Linked DNA regions of Gossypium hirsutum: region 2 is linked to region 1. A link is a contact called in public Hi-C data. All regions are on one chromosome and are shown on one strand. Each heading gives the region's core, a stretch centred on a gene start, on an enhancer-like site or on the middle of the called end of the contact. The rest is flanking DNA. Distances are from core to core; before and after follow the strand shown.

Region 1 (5,237 bases), core at 500-2,999:
TAATGGTGTTTTGCCCAAAAAAATTAAGGTTGAATAAAATAGGTAAAAAAAAGCAAAAAATAAAGTTGCAATTTAAGTTTATTTGATAGGTAAAATAAGAAAGATAATTTTTTTTAACATTAACTTATTATAGGTTCTTATAATATATGCTCTTTCTTATGTTAAAGTATGTGAAAGTTATGTGAGTTTCGTTTGGTAACCTCCTATAGCTTAAGTTTGGCGACTGGACCGGGTAAGGAATGTTATAGGAACTAAATGAATAATTGGGAATGGAAAATCCACACACATAAAAAAAGATGTTTGGGTCCCCATGCAACAGAACTTATTGGTCCTATCTCTATGCCACAACATTTTTCGAGAGGCTAAAGTGTGTGCCTTCATTGATGTGAACCGAATGCAATGGAAAGAGGATCTCATCAAGGATGAATTTTCAAACGAAGAACTGGAATCCATTCTTAAGATCCCATTGATGAGGCCAGAAATTGAAGATAAACTAGTTGGAATGAGAACTCTAATGGAATCTACTCGGTTAGAAATGGATATTGATATCTACTTCGAGGGGAGAATAACTTGAGGCCACACAAATTTATTTGGAAATCAATTTGGAGAGCTAATGTTGGCAACAAGATTAAAGTTTTCTCGTGCAAAATTTGCAACAACATATTACCTTCCGATTGTGCTTTGAAGTCTTGTTTACAAGGTATAAACATTTCTTGCTTGAGATGTGGCTATGAGGTCGAGGACACATTGTACGCACTAAGAGAATGTCCTATTACTAATAGGGTAATGATGAAAAGTGATACCCCGAATAGGATGCATAATGGAGAGTTCTCAAGTAGAGTTGAGTGGATCAAATTGGCAGTGAGGGAACTTAAAAAAGAAGACTTCGATATATTTTTATTCCTTTTGTGGTCATTATGGATCTCTGAAAATGCTTTATTTTCATAAATGCTAAAGATTTTGATGCCAAAATTATTGAGAATGCCAAAAACCTGCATTGTATGTATATTACTGCAAATCTTAAAGGATTAGCAAGGGCGTCTGCCACCATGCAATTGGAAAGGAACAAATGTTGGCTTAAATAAGGTCAATTCTGATGCTAGTTTCCTTAGCTATTGTTGTAAAGGAGGCGTTGGAATTAACAAAAAAAAGAATATTTAATGTTCGGTTAATTTGGTTAATCGACTGAATTAACCGAAATATTTTGGTTTGATTAAATTTTTTTGAAAAAAATTCAGTTCGGTTAATGGTTAAAGGATTAAAACATTTGGTTAATACTAGTTCGATTCGATTAATCGATCAAGTAACCGTTTGAACACCTCTAATTATCCCTATTGTATTCACCAAGTTATTATGACTGATGCTATTAATATTTAATTGAAATCAATTTTATCCTTAAAAAAAATTAAGGTTGAATAAAATAGGTAAAAAGAAAAGCAAAAAAAAGGTTGCAATTTAAGTTTATTTGATAGGTAAAATAAGAAAGATAATTTTTTTTTATTTTTTTAACATTAACTTATTATAGGTTGTTATAATATATGCTCTTTTTTATAGAATACCTAGAATTATTCATACTCCTTTCTCAATCTTTAAATAGTTCCTATATTGACACAACAATATCAATACTAATCGAGCTAAAACTCAATCAACTTGTTTTTTTTTTGTTTTTTTAATTTTTATACTTTAGACAAATTGTTAAGCCAAGATATAAATCAAATACCTAGATTTCTAAGATTATATTTTTTACTCAGTCAAATAGAAACTTTAAAATAAAAATACAGAAAAATCCAGCTAAAGTTAAAAAAGAGGGATAAGAAAGAAGTTATATGGAAACCAAATCCAAGGAACAAAATCTGCCACTCCATGTTTTACTAATTATCAAAGAAAATTTTGTGTACCATAAATAACTACTTGATTCCCTCTTTCCTATCTCTTGTTTTAATTGTGGGATCTCTTTTCTTTTATTATATATATTATCTTTTATATATATGTGTGCGTGTTTTCATGCTGATCTATTTTCGTTGTTCTCTCCTTGTTGAAATCCAAAGGCTCTCTTTATCGTTCCTTCAATGGCAGTTGAAGCTCGGCATCTGAATATTTTCTCTTCTCAGTTCATCACCAATAGTCACAGGTGCTTGAAATCTTCTATATCCCTTTTCTTTCTTTCTTTTTCAAAAATGGGTTTAATTTATTCTCAAGTTTCTTTCCTTGTTTAACATGATCTCTTTCTTTTTTTTGGTTGTTGTAGCAGAGATTTTATTAAATCAAATCAAGGGATTGGGGATATATACAATACCCAGATGGATTCTTGTGTTCCTTTAATTGATTCAAATTCAATGCATGAAGGTTCACAACTTTTACCATTATATCAACCCCTCCTCTGTCATCCAAATATTTCAGCCAACAAAGCTGATAGCGGTCTTACAACTTACAACATGAGTATCCCAGTTTCAGCTCCAAGAAAAAGGTCTAGAGATTCATTCACCAATGGCTTTGATTCATATTCACTCCCTCAAAACAACAACCTTTCTGGTGCTTCCTCAGACGTTGATGATGATGTCTTCTCCCAGATCCAACAACAACATGATATTGACCGTTTTATTTCTGATCATGTAAGTTCCTTTATTATTATTTTTTTAAAAAACCAACTTTTGTTAGTACAGTTGTTTCCTTATGGTCAATTAAAATTGGTATGTTTTACACATTAATTACAGACAGAAAAATTGAGGTTGGAAGTTGAAGAGAGACGAAAGAGGCAGTCAAGAATGTTTATTACAGCGATCCAAGAAAGGGTGATGAAGAAACTCAAGGAAAAAGATGAAGAAATCCAGAGAATAGGGAAACTCAACTGGGTTCTTCAAGAACGGGTTAAAAGCCTATACGTAGAGAATCAACTGTGGAGAGACTTGGCACAAACAAACGAAGCGACGGCCAATTCCCTACGCAACAATCTAGAACAAGTCCTGGCACATGCGGGAGACAGCGGGGGAGGAGGTGCCGCTTTGGCAGATGACGCAGAGTCCAGCTGTGGCAGCAGCGACCAAGGGTGGCGCGAGGTGGTGACACCACAAGCACAGGGGAGTTGTGGGGCGCAGGATAATAATAAGGCGGTGGTTGTTGGGAACAATAATAGGAAGTGCAGAAAGTGTGGGGAGAAAGAGTCAAGTGTCCTGTTGCTGCCATGCAGACATCTATGTCTTTGTACAATGTGTGGGTCCACCATGGTAGGCACTTGCCCTGTTTGTCTTTCTCTTACCAACGCCAGTGTTCATGTTAACATGTTATGAACACTTGCTTTTCTTTTTATTTTTTCTTACAGTTGTTTAGTGAAACAAAATCAAGAAAAAGGAAATGCAAATATCTTTCTACAAATGGATCAAGAGTTTTACTTTGATGAATTTTGTATAACAAAAATGGTCAAAGTTACAGCTCTATTGTTCATTTACTGGGTCAAATTATGTAAAAAGAAATAAAGAATGGGTAAGTTAGATATGTTATAAATTTAGAGGGGAGGTGGTCATTCCTCGATCCATTCCTTTTTACTTTTTTGGTGTATGGAAATTAAAGGGTGGCCGCCACTCAAGAGAGCCATTGGCCCTTTGTTCTATGCCCCCACGGAAAAGGCAATGAGTGGGGTTACTCCCCTCCCATCACTTTACTCCAAACATCTTTGAATCATATCTAATTTAGTAACTTTTTCTTTTTCTAGTCCCCTTTAACTACTGAGTTGAAAACTTTTTCAATGTTGGTGAACTTAAACGATAAAAGTTTTCAAATTCCCTTTCTTCTAGTAATAATAATAATAAAACCTTAATTAATGAAGATCCAAAGCCCTCTTAGGCGAGAAAAATGAAAAAGAATTAACCACGACTTTGGTTTATACTTCACTTCTCAAATTGAAATTGAAATGAAATGGAATGATTGATTTCTCCCCATTCTTTTTCTTTTTCACCTATTGGAGTTTTGTCCGAATTTTCTTTTATATTATAAGGAGTTAAAAAGGCAGAGACATATCTAAAGCAAATATTTTCATTCACTTGTCAATGGTCTATTTTTATGATATAATTCCTCACAAGATTATCACAAAATAAACCCTTTTTTTTTAGGATGCTCTTCTTCCTTTCCCTTTTGTGTAAAAGAATTTTGAAAGGCAAACAAAGTAATTATGGGACTCCCCAACAGCCAAGGAATTAGAGCTAGCTATCATTTTCTAGGCAACCAAGTATTCGTTGCCTTTCCTTTTATGATTACATTATTGGTACTGGGGAGAGCTATTCCTTTGAATGTGTGGTATTTAATACTATCCACTGCCTTACTTAAAAGGTTGCCTTAGCTTTCCTTGCTACTTTTAGTTGTAAGAAATAAAACTCTATCCAACTATCTAAGAGAGGGGGGCTGTCCCATATCTATTCCAGGTTTGGTTCCTTGGCTATATTGTTTTGATTGAGAAATTATAATTGTATTGTTACTATTTTGATTAACAAATTATGCTTATATAGGATTTAACTGTTCTATGTGACTCAAGATTAAAATTTTAAAATTAGGAATTAATTTGGACTAAATGCACAACTTAGTAATAGTAGAATTTGACCAAACTTTAAAAATAGATTAGTTTTAGTTATAAGTTTAAATATGCCAAAGGTCCTTATACTTTATTAAAATTTAAAATTTAGTCCATATGTTTTAATTTTGAGAAATTGAGTCCCTTTACTTTTTATTATTTAAAATCATGTCAGTTCAAATTTGTATTTCCCAACCTTTTCAAACCACCAAACTAAGCTGCTTTCTACATCAATATGATATAAATCGCACTTAATCAAGCAACTCTCTGCACCTGTACTATATAAACCACCTTAACTTAACGGACTCTCCATATAATGTAAACTTCCTTTATCGTACTAATTAAAATCTTGTATAACTTTAGAGTCATAACAAAATTATGCAGATAAATTGTATTTACTATATGCAGAATTATATATTTAACTAACTGTCAATTAAGTCTATAAATATAATAATTTTTTATACTGATATAGACATGCATATGCACACATAGACTCTTAAAAGAACAATCAAGGGAGGGTAAAAATACTAAAATTTTAAAGTAGTGAAGCCCTTATTTGTTTTTAAGTGAGAGGAGGTAATTAGTAATAGTTAAAAAATAGGAGGATGAGATAAATAGGAACTTTTTTGTGCATTAAAGTAGGAGAACGTGGGAAGTGGGCTGGCGGAGCTGACAC
Region 2 (5,108 bases), core at 930-3,429, 130 kb after region 1:
TGCGTTGCTTCAAGGTTGACACAAGACAAGTTAGTATATTGTTTTCAGTAATCCAGATAATTGAACAATAATCATCAAACTATATTTCTGACGCTTGCAATACATAATGTCGTGTGCTGTCAACTTACAGGTATTGAGCATTCCCACGTTCTTGAATGAAGCTAACCATCTTTGAACAAATCTTTGCTTCTTAGATAAATTCTAACGTAAAAGCTGGTCCAGACAACTAGGTGACTACAACTGGTGGAACATAAAAGTTTAATACTGAGATACAGACATGAAATTTTGCAACGTGCATTTTCTTCTAAAGGAAATGCCAGTAGCAGATTCATCCTTGGTGTACAACAAGATCATGGTGTTCGAGTTAATTCTTGTTCACAGTGAGGAACGGTGTTTTGGATATGACATGAAAGCAAGTATGCCTAGTAGCGAGGACATGGAATTCAATGCCACCTTTAACACTTCTTCTGAACAACCTGGTTTAATCGTTATCTTCACCTGCAACATACCAAGCTCTAGGTTAACCTCAGGGTTAGACTTATTTAAAAGTTGTAGAAGGTTTTTAATTTACACAATTTGATTCACAAGAAACAAAACTAGATATGCCCCAATATTAAAAATATACGTACATAATGCCCATCCTGTGAAAACCAGAGCATTGAGTCAAATTTTGATATAAAATACGGACTGTGATAGATCCAAGAAATTAAGCCTTCTCAATGAACGGAAATGTACCGGTTGAGTTCAAAGAGCATGAATCAGCAAGGATGTGAACCCATTAACTCAAAACTTTATAGTAAACATATTTCCAAGCTGAAAATGTTCATATCTGAACTAAAGAAGGCAGTAATCTAATCAACGTGGATACTGCTACACTAATCTTCTTTCTGCCCGTCAATAAAAGGAATTCATGTTTGCTAGCCACAAAATTACCAACAATACACAATCCAAGAGCTAACAGAATTTCACATGCCAAAACTTTTAAAAGATGAAAAATAGAAGGGGTAAGTGGGTAAGTATATATATACCATTTGAAGGTAATCCTGAAATTCCTTTATCTTTCTAATGTGATCTTCATCCTCTCTGTGCGTATCCATAAGCTCCATACTGGAATCTGGTTCTTCCAACAATGTGGTTCCTGCTTCTCGATAGAGCTCATCCATTACATTGTTTATGTTATCTGATTCTTCTGTTTGCTCCCAAGATAGACAATTGTCATAGGCATCAGTATATTGGATTATCTTATGGATTGTGTCAAAAGACAGAGGGCTATTGCCACCAAATTTCATATGCTTGTTATTGACTAGGAATAAGAAGAAATGAAAAAGAAATGAATAAAAACTGAAGAAACAAGGAAAGAAGATTTTGAACGAGTTATGCAGGAGTAAGACCATACTCCATAGTCTCAAACAAAGGGCTCAGTGACAGGGATGTTTATGTCTATCTCAAGCAAATTTGACTTTGTTTTGCTTGAGAACCACAGAAAAACGTTTTTCATTGTAATATGAAGGACAACAAAAATCGGTTTTTTTAAAGCTTAGCAAATTGTGTAGCTGAAGGATTTATTACACAACAAAGGAATCTCTCTGTTATTGTGTAGCCTAAGGATTATGTACCAGAGATGGCTATTCAAATCTCCCATATCACAAAAAGTTCCTCCAACCACGCTAAAACTCTCCTTAGCATCTAGAATATCAATAGTGTGCAAAGCAATATACAATTTAACTAGTAAAATTTTACAAGTCACCATGAAATCCTCAGATTCTAGCGTAAAATGATTTTATTTAATCATACTCAAGATAGACTAACTTGGTATCAGAAAACAAATCATTCAAATACCTTGAATACAAAAAATAATAATAATAAAGTACCATGATTTATAATCCAGCCAGATAAAGTAGGAAAATGCATTGGGGTTCTTTCTTCTTTGCGGCATTCTGCCAATGGGAGTAAGTTTTCAGATAAATATTACCAGTTAAAATTGAAAAAAATTTAAGCCAAATGAAAATGTAACAGCTTACTAGAAGAACCAAGCGTATCAAGCGAATCCATTCTCGTCTAAAAAAGAAAAAAGATTGTTTGAATTGGACAATCCTACCTGCCCTTCAGCTCCATAGCAGTTTACTTACTTTTCATATTTTTGTCAGCCTATCTCCATGAAACATGCGCAAGTTACAAGTTTACCCCCTGATTTAAAATGATTTAACATGGGCTAGGCCCAAGAAAATTGCAATTCGAGATTCGAGATTTTATTGGTCTTCCTTTGAAAGCCCTCTTTCTTTTCCTTTTTCCCCTTATCCATTTTAACCGAGAGATAGTTTGATCAAATCTATATTGACATAAAAAGTAAAATTTTGAGTCATTAAATATTGAATGCAGTGCTAAGACACATTGTATTTTCAATAAAAGAACGGAGTTCGAATCTTAAAAATAATATTATTGAGAAAGACAATCCTGAATCCCAAACATAAAAGTACCAAAGAGAGAGTAAATTTTGAAGCTTTAAAAAATTTAGAATTCAAGAAAACATGAGTTGAATAAGATTTAAACTTAAAACACCCAAACTTTTAACTTAGAGTCTGTTTGATTGACGGAAATAATTTTTTGGAAAATTATTTCTAACTTTTTCGATGTTTGTTTGGCGGAAAATATTTTTCATTTAGAAAATCAACGGGTAAAATTACTTACAATTTAGGAAAAATGTCATCTCCTTTCAATTTTCCTAAGACGTTTTACTGGCTTTCCTCTCTATCGATTTTTCCAGTCCTTCCTTCTTCATTCCTTCATTTCTGTTAGAAAACTTCATTCTTATCTTTTTCCAGTAATCCCCCACTCTCCTCCTTCATTCCTTTATTCCTCTCTGTCGATTATCACCATGGTTTTCTGTGGGTTCGAACTCGTATTGGAACCTGGACGAATGGATATCGCAGCTGCTGCAGTGCAAGCCTTTATCGGAGCAGTAGGTAACGGATCTGTTTCAAATTTCCTCATTTGCGATTTGATCCATTTTTTGTTTAGTATTTTCTCTGTATGTGGTCAGATCCATTTTTTGCCACCGATCCATTTTTGTTTAGGAAGAAAATTTCTTCATTTTGACATGTGTTGTCCTGGTTTTGTTATTTTATAGTAATAAATTACAAGACATGGACTAAAATTCATTTTCCTCTTACACCATTTTCGAATGCCTAGTATCCTTCTGTCTGAATTTCCCTTTTCAAATGTAGGTGTTTTTGTGGTTTTTCTTTACCCCACACATATAGATACGAGATTATGATCCTTCAAATCCTTCAAATTGTAAGGAAAAACGAAACAATGATAAGATCTTTATTGAATTATGTTTTTGTTCCACTTGCTTTCACTGATATTGATTCGTTTGTTTGTTCGTTTGTTTGAAAATGTGTTGCCTGTTTTCACTGATAATGATCCATTTTGTTCGTTCATTTTCTCGTATGCTAACCATATTCAATTGACTAAAGAATTGGTTTTTGAGACTAGAAATTAATAGCCTCAAAATGTTCTTAGAGGGTAGAAATTAATAGCCTGAATAATAGAACGCTCTCTGTTAAAGAGCGAGGTGCTATAATTTGAGTTTTACTGAGATTTCTTTGCATATTTCCATCAACTTCATGTAAAAACGAAAGGTTTCATCAATTTAATCTAAAACTACTCCCCTACCATCTATATTTCAACAGATATATATTGACATACTAATTAGTTTATTTAGCATAGAAGATTTGCAAGGAAGTTGATATTTATTGACATACTAATTAATAACACACTAAAAAAGAGAGTCAAGAAGCTTGATCAACAGGAGAAGGGAAGGGAAGAAAGAAACATAGTGACAGTGCTGTAGTCTCAAGTAACACGACTACCTTCTTTTCCTCATAAACAAATTGCTGGCATATCTAAGAAGTTCTCCACTGCATCTCGAATTGAATCCGACTGTTCTTAGAGTCGATCAGATGATACCTTTCATTGATTCTTCTGTTATTCACAACATCAGGTAGGCTTATAGTAACATAACCCAAAGATTCCTGGTCATACATGTAAACAAGTATTATTATTCGAGTACACAAAACATGTATTTATATTTCAAACAGACAATGAGAAAATAAGCCTGTTATGCACCTTGGGATGCAGTAGCCCTATCCTGGAAGATGTACTGAACGCTTCGATGTGAATTTTATCATTCGTGGGTGGTTCATCCACCATAAACTGAAATTCTTCTTCCCATCTCGGATCTCTGCTTTTCTTTACATGCTGTGTTGTCGAAATTCAAGCAGGCACAAATAAGATTCATAGTCAATAATGCATACTGAAAATTGCTAGTTTTAAATATCAACTACCAATGTTTGGTTACAATTTGAACATATATGCCCTGGCATGATACATCAAATATTTCCAAAGATTTTAAATGGTTGCATCAACTGTTGCAGCTAATGTTCTTGCTGACACGGTTCTAATTTCTTTCTATGCTTGACCTCCAGCTATACAGTTCTTGCTGTCCTAGCCTTTACCTCAGCATTCTTACTCCTGTTAGTGGCCTTGGTTGATATTTTCATAAGAGGTTAGTGTTGAGCGTCTTTAAAATGTCTTATTTCTTGATTCTGGTCTGCTAATGGCATGGCATTTGTGGTTGTTATATGTTTGTGGTGTGCTTGATATATGATTTGGTATAATATGCATTTGTGGTTATTATAAATTATTTGCAAAATGGAAGTGATGAACTGTTATATTTGGTTGATGGTAGGTAAATACATATGTGCCTATGTCATGAATTTTGGTAATTTTGGCATGATTTAGCATCCGAATGTGGACTGATTGTCAAGTGAGCAATGTATGATTAATGTATGAATTGGCATATGTGCCTTTCTCTGTTAGTATTTGATGCTAGAGAAAAGGGGTGATGAATGTTCATTACGTATATCTAGCATGTTTGTCTACAAAGGAAGGTCCTTAAGCAATATCGATGCCTCTGTTTCATCAGAATGAGCTCTTTCGCTTGTGTTTCATCAGAATGTTCATTCGATATCTGGAATTTGAGTTTGCCATCCCCACATGGATTTTGCCAACTTCCTTTGTTCAATCTGTTTCAGTTTTTTGAGAAT

The links. A called contact is a pair of places that touch in the nucleus more often than the background predicts.
Region 2: a Hi-C map of leaf shows a contact between it and region 1, with 1.8 times the contacts expected there. The contact joins the promoter of LOC107901855 here to the promoter of LOC107901860 in region 1. A contact is called at or near these places in 3 of 34 Hi-C or Micro-C datasets (anther and leaf).

The regions. Positions count from the first base shown.
Region 1 is chrD06:53,025,444-53,030,680 of Gossypium_hirsutum_v2.1, forward strand. It overlaps LOC107901860 (BOI-related E3 ubiquitin-protein ligase 1), which reads left to right and starts at 1,750. Exons shown (of 3, transcript XM_016828019.2): 1 at 1,750-2,131; 2 at 2,252-2,612; 3 at 2,715-3,492. The coding sequence starts at 2,070. The coding sequence ends at 3,287.
Region 2 is chrD06:53,158,628-53,163,735 of Gossypium_hirsutum_v2.1, forward strand. LOC107901855 (pyrophosphate--fructose 6-phosphate 1-phosphotransferase subunit alpha) reads right to left here and starts at 2,180. Exons shown (of 4, transcript XM_016828014.2): 1 at 2,022-2,180; 2 at 1,872-1,937; 3 at 1,029-1,189; 4 at 61-498. The coding sequence starts at 2,052. The coding sequence ends at 376. It overlaps LOC107901854 (a long non-coding RNA gene), which reads left to right and starts at 2,410. Exons shown (of 2, transcript XR_005914606.1): 1 at 2,410-2,963; 2 at 4,488-5,108.